Linked DNA regions of Mus musculus: region 1 is linked to region 2. The links are chromatin contacts, called in public Hi-C maps. All regions are on one chromosome and are shown on one strand. The core of a region is the stretch at or near the end of the contact, and the rest is flanking DNA. Distances in the headings are between cores, read along the strand shown.

The links. A called contact is a pair of places that touch in the nucleus more often than the background predicts.
Region 1: a contact with region 2 is called in a Hi-C map of bone marrow-derived macrophages, with 24 read pairs. The contact joins two enhancer-like sites. A contact is called at or near these places in 1 of 15 datasets of contacts at CTCF or cohesin (large pre-B cells), 8 of 484 Hi-C or Micro-C datasets (the C10 cell line, CD8 T cells, bone marrow-derived macrophages and 4 more) and 7 of 115 datasets of contacts at active chromatin or transcription factors (CD8 T cells, T-cell acute lymphoblastic leukemia, bone marrow-derived macrophages and 4 more).

What each region holds. Positions count from the first base shown.
Region 1 is chr13:30,832,771-30,837,066 of GRCm38.p6, forward strand. All of the region lies in intron 23 of Exoc2 (exocyst complex component 2), which reads right to left. Among named protein-coding and RNA genes, the nearest start is that of Irf4, 86 kb to the left of the region's middle. Within about 2 kb of position 1,786, at least 87 of the 459 cell types and tissues checked have an H3K27ac peak or open chromatin away from gene starts, as enhancers often do. A contact at or near this core is called in CD8 T cells, T-cell acute lymphoblastic leukemia, bone marrow-derived macrophages and 1 more, where this site is marked.
Region 2 is chr13:30,568,491-30,572,895 of GRCm38.p6, forward strand. No RefSeq gene overlaps it. Among named protein-coding and RNA genes, the nearest start is that of Uqcrfs1, 25 kb to the left of the region's middle. Within about 2 kb of position 1,886, at least 14 of the 459 cell types and tissues checked have an H3K27ac peak or open chromatin away from gene starts, as enhancers often do. A contact at or near this core is called in CD8 T cells, T-cell acute lymphoblastic leukemia, bone marrow-derived macrophages and 1 more, where this site is marked.

The DNA of each region.
Region 1 (4,296 bases), core at 536-3,035, 260 kb after region 2:
CTACTCAGGACAGATTCCTCCCAGGCAAGTACAGCTTTCCCACTGCCTGCCCCGCTCACACACACCCGCATCACTAGAGGGTACAGCTGATACACTGATGGCCCTAGCAACAGAGGCCAGGGCCCACAACAGGGCCACTGCTGGAGATGCACATTCTGTCGGCTTAGTGGAATATGCTCACCACTACAGTGATGTGACAGTCTTTGTGCCTGAAACGTCACTGCTGCCTCTCTCATGGATGTCTCCTTCTCCATTAACCTTGAAGCTGCTTGCTTTCTCTCCCCGCAAACCCCTACCATTCTGTCTTTTCCAGAAATGTCATAGGTTTGAGCTCATATAGTACACATGTAGATGTACTTTGTAGACCTGCTGGTCCAGAATTTGCAATAATCCCCCTCCTCGCATCCCGAGTGCTGGGACTACAGGGATGTATCACCTAGCTCATTTTATTTTAATAGGATAACCTAGAGGTGGAACTGCTGCGTTGGAGGGTTTTCAGTCTTGGTAGATTCTGCCAAGCTGTCATTCAAAAGGCCACAGGAAACAGAGGTCTTGCTTCTCCATGCATTTTAACCATGGGTTGCCTGGTGCTACAACATGTCCCAACTCAACAGTTCATTGAAAACTTTTAAACAGCAATTTGACAAAACTTTTCATTGAAAAAAAAATCAAGTAGCATTTTAAGCAAAATGTAAAGGTGGACGAAGCCAAGCCTTTCACTCCTCTGCCTGTCTGGAGTCTCAAAAGGAGTTACAGAAAGCATGCCGTACCATGTGAAGCCATACCAAGAATGCAGACCTTCCTTCCCGTGAACCACTTCCTGGCACAACAGACATTGCTTCTCTATGGACAAACTCAAAGTTCTCTGCTAGTGTTGTTTTGAAACCCGGCACTCCCCGGTAGGTAATACTTCAAGAAATTGGAAAGTCTGGAGACAACCTACTTCGTACACCACATTTCCTGTTTTTAACCCCTGTGCCCTAAATCAGTTAGCACTCCTAGTCTACTGACAAAAATAGATCGAAAAATACTATAAATATCCCACAATGTACTTTTTAAAATTGTCAAACTGAAACATTACATGAAAGAAGCCTGGGCTGTTTTTTTTTTTTTTTTTTCTTTTTAAGTAAACTATCTATTCAACTATACTCTAAAGACACATACTGCCTGTTTTTTTTTTTTTTTTTTAAAGATAGTCAGAAACTTTATCAGTATTGGCATAACAGACAAAGAAGCCTAAATATCACATAATACAATTAGCTTTTGTTGTAATGGAGAAAGCAAATTTCTGTTGGAAGTACAGGTCTCCCTGTTTTGGTGTACATTCCCATACTGACTTGTATCCTCAGGGGCAAGGTGGCCCTACTGTGAGTGTGTGAATAATAACTTCTGCCTCTATAGTGCTGTTTTCTATACCAGGACTTTTCCTGTATCAAAATGTGGTCCTACTGATCACTATGGTGGATTTCATAGGAAAACTCTACTCTTTAGAAAACAAAGTATTACCAGCAATGAAAATACTAATGAGTTCATGGTTTACTTTTATATACATATAAATAAAATTCAGTGGAACTTAGTATCAATAAACTGCCTTATTATTAAAAGCTGTTTAGAAAAACAGCTTTCAAGACTTAGAAATAGGCAAGGGGGACGCAAGTCCCCAGCCTCTCCTCAGCAGTTTACGTGATGTGTTACAGGAACCATGGATCACATCAACAGCGCATGTCACAGAACAGTCTGCAGCATTAGCGCACGAGTCAGCCAGTTCCTCATAACCCTGACATCCTGAACTTCAGCCTTCAAAGGAGACAGAATTAACACGAACTGACACATTAAAACTACTCTGTCTCAACTAACTACACACACACACAACATTAACACACCAACACACACACACACTCACACACACCCCTCTCTCATCCCCTCATCAAGCCTTTCATTAGAAAGCAGTCTTAACTGGAAAAGTGAAAGTAACAACAAAAAAGATTCACTCTCTCCATGCAAATGAGAGTTTTTATTCACACTGTAAACTACCACTCTGAACATAATATTGCATAAATAGGAACTGTTCAATTTTCAAAATCTCAAGGAGGCCAGTTTAAAGAAAATATTATTTCAGTAAGATTGTAAGATTGAAACCTGACGCTTGGGCTGGAAGCACTGCTGGGTAGCAGGCTACTGAGCTGTGGACTCTGGAAAACACGTCAGCTGTGAGGAGCATGCCCATGTGAGGAGCATGCCCATGTGAGGAGCATGCCCATGTGAGGAGCATGCCCATGTGAGGAGCCCGCCCATGTGAGGAGCCCGCCCATGTGAGGAGCCCGCCCATGTGAGGAGCCCACCCATGTGAGGAGCCCACCCATGTGAGGAGCCCGCCCATGTGAGGAGCCCGCCCATGGCCTGGCACCCGTGTGCAGAAGGTGCAGAGCTGCTCTCGGGCTTATGAGAGCAGTGAGCTGTAGTGAGGTGCCCCAGCACTGGAACCAACTGTGGGGCAGAGAAAGAACTGGGTGTGAGCCTCATCCTCAACATCCAGCTCCATAGACTAATCTTTCATATGAAGGAGTGGCCCACTGTTGTAACTTTAGTCATTAAATCAAAGGATCAATCTAGATATTAAAAAGTTTGGTCATGTGAAAACTAGAAGTCAACAGTTGTGAATTAGTCAAGCCCCATTTCCACAGTAAGAATCCAGGTACAAGTGTCTGTCTCTAGAGTCCTATGTTTTTGCACAAGCCACTAATCTGCTGAGAGTATTAAAGACACAAAGTGCTGCTTCTGCACTGGTGGATCCAATGGCAGAAGACAGAGGTTACGTAGAAAGGGCAGGGTGGTGGATCTGAGTGAGCCTCTGGCTCCCCAGGGGCTGTCTACCTGCCTGAGCCTTTATTTGTAGAGCTTCGATAACAGCTTTCGGAGATGGTTCTGAGGACAAGACACACAATCCAAGGGGAGCAAGAGGATAGAGGAGGGCTCAGCTCCTCATTTCATACACGGGATTCTGTTTCTGACTCTTTACGATGCAATCTTCCTTCACACATGTGGATTCAAGTGGCTATTTCACTCCAGCCCCTGAGCTGCTCTTTGTCCTCACAAGAAGCTTGCTTTCCCGGTGCTCTGCTAGATATATCCTCTCTGCTAGATATATCCTCTCTGCTAGATATATCCTCTCTGCTAGATATATCCTCTCTGCTAGATATATCCTCTCTGCTAGATATATCCTCTCTGCTAGATATATCCTCTCTGCTAGATATATCCTCTCTGCTAGATATATCCTCTCTGCTAGATATATCCTGAGTGATCTGCAATAGCTCAATGCAGGTTTTTAATGCCAAAGAAATGCAATGCCTTCACTCTCCCTGATAGCTCTGCCAAAGGAAGGACTTGTTCATGGCTCCCCACGGTGATTAAAACATCATATTTGCTGTCAGGAGGTACAACCTAAAAGTCTATAGGATTGTTCAAATCAAAGGTATACAAATTTTAACCCTCTCAATACAAGTATATTTACACCTAAAGTTATAACATGATCTAAATGCAGAAACGCCTATTTTATAAAACGTGTCAAATGGTATATTTGCAGTGCTAACTGGGTCTGAATATTGTGGTGGCTGTGGTCTAGATTCAGAAAGCTCCACTGTAACATACATTTCCACGGTCAAAGATATAGGAAAAAACAGCAGAACCCTCTCCCAGGAGTGAACAGGAATTCAGTCAACAGCAACACAATAGATGGTTTCATACTTGCAGAGTATGAGAAGTGTGCTGGAGTTAATATTTAAATAAGCTGAAGGTCTAGGACTAAGTCCACTTTATTTTGCTGCCTTAGATTTACTGACTTTCATAACTGAGAAACTGTCATACTAAGAAATAAATGCAGGTGTATTTGAAAGAGGTATCTTTACTTCTCACTAAAAATCTATCACTGTCAAGATCTTTCAAAGGAGTTTTTCTAGTCTTAAAATAAAGTATAACTACTACATAATGAACTATATAATCCCTTTGTATACCATTTGATGTTTCACATGTTCACATGCATACAAACATGTAGTTCCACATGCACTGGCAGGATAAGGATGGGAAGTAGGGTTTCCAGTAGACTGTAGCAGCCCTTGCCTAACTATAAGGGCATACAGACACGTTGACCTCTAGCATGTGGTCACTGCTCACATGCATGCTGGGCTATCGTGTATGGTCACTGCACACATACACACACACACTAACCTGTAGAATGTGGTCACTGTGCACATGCATGCTGGGCTACAGTGCTCAGTCACTGCACACACTATTCTGTAG
Region 2 (4,405 bases), core at 636-3,135:
GCTTGCTGCTGTGGCCATATGTTCCTCCTGACTTTGACTCCTGTGACTGGTTTCCTTGCTCTTTTTAAAGAAATTCTCCTTTCTCCCTCTTTCTCCCTTTTTCTCCCTCTTTCTCCCTCTTTCTCCCTCTTTCTCCCTCTCCCCCTCCCCCCCTCTCCCCCTCCCCCTCCCCCCTCTCTCTGCATCTGTGGTGATCTGAAGAAGCCATCAGATGCCCTGAACTTCTTCAGACCCACCTTGTGTCCTTGAGACAGGGTCTCTCACTGAACAGGGAAAATACCAGCAGACTTACTAATCCTCCTGTCTCCCCTACATCAACCCAGGGATGACACAGTGCCTACAGCCATGTCTAGCTTTTCACATGGGTCTTGAGGATCCACACCCAGGCCCTCATGCATGTTGTAGCAAGCTCTCCACCCACTAAGCTTTATTTCCAGATTTTGATGCCTTCCTATAGAATTTTCCCCTTGCTAAGCCACTGCTCAATACCTAGAAATGGGGGTCCCAGTGATGCTTCTTGACCACACCCCCACTCCTGTTTAACAGTTCCCACTCTGCACAGCCCTTGCTCTCTCCAGCCTGGCAACTTGCTGGTGCCAGAAACTGTCTCTGAATTTTCTTGTGCTATAAGATCATCTATCTTATTGCATTGTGGTCCCCTTTAATCAACTAATTTTTATTTAAATAAAATGAAATAAATAAACATGTGAGAAGTCCCTTTTTTTTAACAAATAAGACCACATTTTAACTTATTGTAGCGTACCTTGGACTTGAATGTAAATATTTCATTTTTTCTGGAAATAGATTCAAGTAATACTGTCTCCCATGCTAGAAACCTAAGACCTATGTCTTACTACTCCCTGCCCCATCTTCAAATATGTTTCTTTCCATATCCACACCACCTACACCCTCAACAGCACCTCCCTTTGCAGGTGACACCTAGATTATCTGTTTGGAGCTAGTCTTCTGCCCCTCTGATACAGTCTGAAACCATAATCCATTCGCTTCGTTACCTTGCTGTGGCTGCCTCAGCAGAGAAATGGCCTCATGATACTTCTAATACTAATCAAAAGCTTCTACCCGGCCCTGAAGGACTCCCTGTCTTTCTGGTAACATTCTTGGGGACCATACATAAGTCAGTCCCTTCCAGGATCAGCTGCTACTATCTCTATTCCAAGAGTGCCCTCCTCTGCCAGACCCAAACAGGCACATGTGCTGGAGGCCAATCCATCTCACATCTTCAGTGAGACTTTCCCTGACATTTATCTTCCAAGGGAGCTGCCTAATTTTGTAGTCCCATCAATGGGGTTTCTTCCTTTCCTCGGTCACTCCCGCCAAGCTGGCTGTGCCTATCACTTGCCTTGTCTGCCTTCTCAACTTAAATATCACTGAGACACATAAAAAGTTTGCAGTTTGTGCACGGGCGTTGCATGAACTTATGATCTGGTGACTGCGCAAATGACAGGCAGTATTTCTAAGAGATAATATCAGGGCAGGGGTCCGAGCCCACTGGGAGCTTTACACACTGTTGGCTTATGCTTAGCCTTCCTTCCACTGAGAGAGCTCGTGTGGAGGTGAGAGTGTTCTCGGCCTCAGTAGGGAATGAAGAAAGGCCTGGAGGCTTTACATGAGTGCATACCCAACTTTGTGCCTTGGGGCCCAAGTGCTTTGGGGAGTACTGCATTTCTAAGTTCTACCTGCCCGGGAGTGACCTTCACAGTACTGTCATCATCAAACCTGGAAAGCAATTCTCCCTCCTATTCCCTGTCAAAGGAACAATTCAGGGTGTTTCAATGTGTTTCCCAGAGGGCAAGCATCTGACTGTGGTTGTATTGAAGCTCCTGTGCAAACATAGTTCAAGAAAACACTAGCCAATGGGCTTCTTGGTTTCTGTTAGCAACAGGGAAGGCCATTGGCTAAGGATGACTTTGAGGTCAGTGACAGATATGTGGCTAGATACTCTTCAAAGCATCTCCCAGAAGCCATTTCTATGTAAACAGATCTGAAGCAGACACTAACCTGCAATAAGAAATAATAATAATAAGCCAAATGAGAAGGCATTTTCAAATTCCCCAAAGAAGGCAGTGCTCTGACCTCTTTCAGGTCATGCTGGAAGTCCTGGACTCAGTGAAGATATAGAAAAACTATCTGGAGCCTGTGGGTTCTAAGCTTTAGACGGCAAGAAGGAAAAATAAGGCTGTTTGTTTGCACTTGTTTCTCTGCCACTGTGATAAAACACCAACTCAAAGCAACTCAGGGGAGGAAAGGGCTTATTTTAGCTTATAGTTTATAGTCCGTCCGGGGGAAACCAGAGCAAGAATCCAAGGCAGGACTTTGAAGCAGAAACCAGAGAAATGCCTTGCCCCTCTGGCTCTTGCTCAGCCAGCATTTTATGGAACTCAGGACCACACCTCAGGGCCAGGATTGCCCATATTTGAATGGGCAATCTTGCATCTGTTATCAAGAAAATGCCCCATAGACACAGCCCCAGGCCAATCTGATTGAGACAATCCAACTGAGAATCCCTCAGATAACTGGGCTGCTATGTCAACCAACTAAGGCCAACTAAGGGAACTTTTTTTTTTTTTTCATTTTTAGAAATCTGTGTTAGGAATGGAGCTGGCAAAGGCCATAGTTTCACATCAGCAGAACAGGCCACTTAATGACCAGGATAGGCTAGTCTTCAAATGGTACTCTCCCCCCAAAGGCTAGACTGACCAGCAAGCCAGTTGATGGGGGGAGGTGTCTAGCACAAAATGGAGATGAGGAAGTCTTGTCTAAAAATGATTAAGATTGCCAAGATGATGTCAGCAATGCAGTAATGGACTAAACCAAGCATGGTCCTTTGTAGGCATGTCCCAAACCCAGCTAGTGAAGAAGGGCACAGTTCATCTAAGCTGCTCCGTGTGTACTGGTCACATGCAGGCCTTCCTGCCAAGGTCCCTGTGCACTGCAGATCCCAGCAAAAAACTGCAACCTCTCTCGTGCGGTGTCCGTCTGCCCTCCTGCAGTGGTAGCTTGGCTCTCTACTCTCAGTATGGATTCAGTGAACTGTTTTTTGATCTGGGTTCGGAATCTTATTACATGTTAAGATTAAAAAAAAAAAAAAGTTCTTCATGATGATCTTTGGCTTCAGAGCTCAGTTTCTGTTCCCAACAAGTGACTTGTAATTCAATGTGAGTCTCATGTGGGGAAGGAAGGGACCATGTCAAACCTCAATATTGGGAGCTGAAAAGGAAAGATTCTGCCCTGAGAAACACAGGGCTTGGACAGGAGGGAGAAGGAAAGACAAAGCCCAAGGCCTCAAGATGAAAACAAATGTGTGCTTGAATCTCATCAGTGGGACTTGTCTGGTGGGGTGATGCTGTCATCCCTGGACCTGTGAATGTGTACATACCGGACCTGTGTGTGGCTGGGCTTGAAAAAACAAAGTGTTAGGTGTCACAATGGCATTTGTTTTAGTTGATTCCTGTCCCCAGCTCATACCCCCTCCTTCCTCTGTGTCCTCCCCTCCCCAGTCTCCTTCCCACCTTCATATCACACAGGTCCCTCCACCATTCTTTCCTTTCTTTGGCATCTCTTTTTATGACCTCTCCATCTCCTTTCTAGTTTTTAGGTTATACTTCATGTGTAGCTCATGCATTTATACACATACAATATAGTATAAGCTGTGATCTGCATGTGAGAGAGGGCCTGTTTTTGTTTTTGCTGGGTTTGGCCACATTGCTAATATAATTCTCTCTCTGTCGATCCATCTCTTTTTTTTCTTACAGATTTCTTCATTTCATTTTTCTTTAACCTGAGTTTAAATCCCATGGCGTTTATGTTTCACATTTGTGTTATCCATGAAATTATTGATTCGTGTTGAGGTTTCTTTTTAAAAATTCAGTTCAAGAAGGAGCTGAAGGGGTTTGCAACCCCGTAGGAAGAGCAGCAATATCAACCAACCAGACCCTCCAGAGCTCCCAGGGACTAAACCACCAACCAAAGAGTACACATGGAGGGACCCATGGCTCCAGCCACATATGTAGCACAGGGTGGCCTTGTCGGGCATCAAAGGGAGGGGAGGCCCTTGTTCCTGTGAAGGCTTGATGCCCCAGTGTAGGGGAATGCTAGGGTGGTGAGGTGGGAGTGAGGGGGTGAGTATAACCAATACTTTTTTTTTTTAATTTCAATTTAAAGTATGAGTGTTAAATTAAGAATAATCCCACTACTCAAGAGCCTGAAGTGGGAGGACTGAGGTCTAAAACCACCACCACCAGCAGCAAAAACAATAACAAAATTCTGGGCCTTAGTTTTCCAGCCATAAAACGGGAATAGTAGTCTTGTACCCACCTTTGAAAGATGTCTATGGGAAAAAAAAATAAGTACATACATATATTATGCTTAGCTGTCTGAGACATAC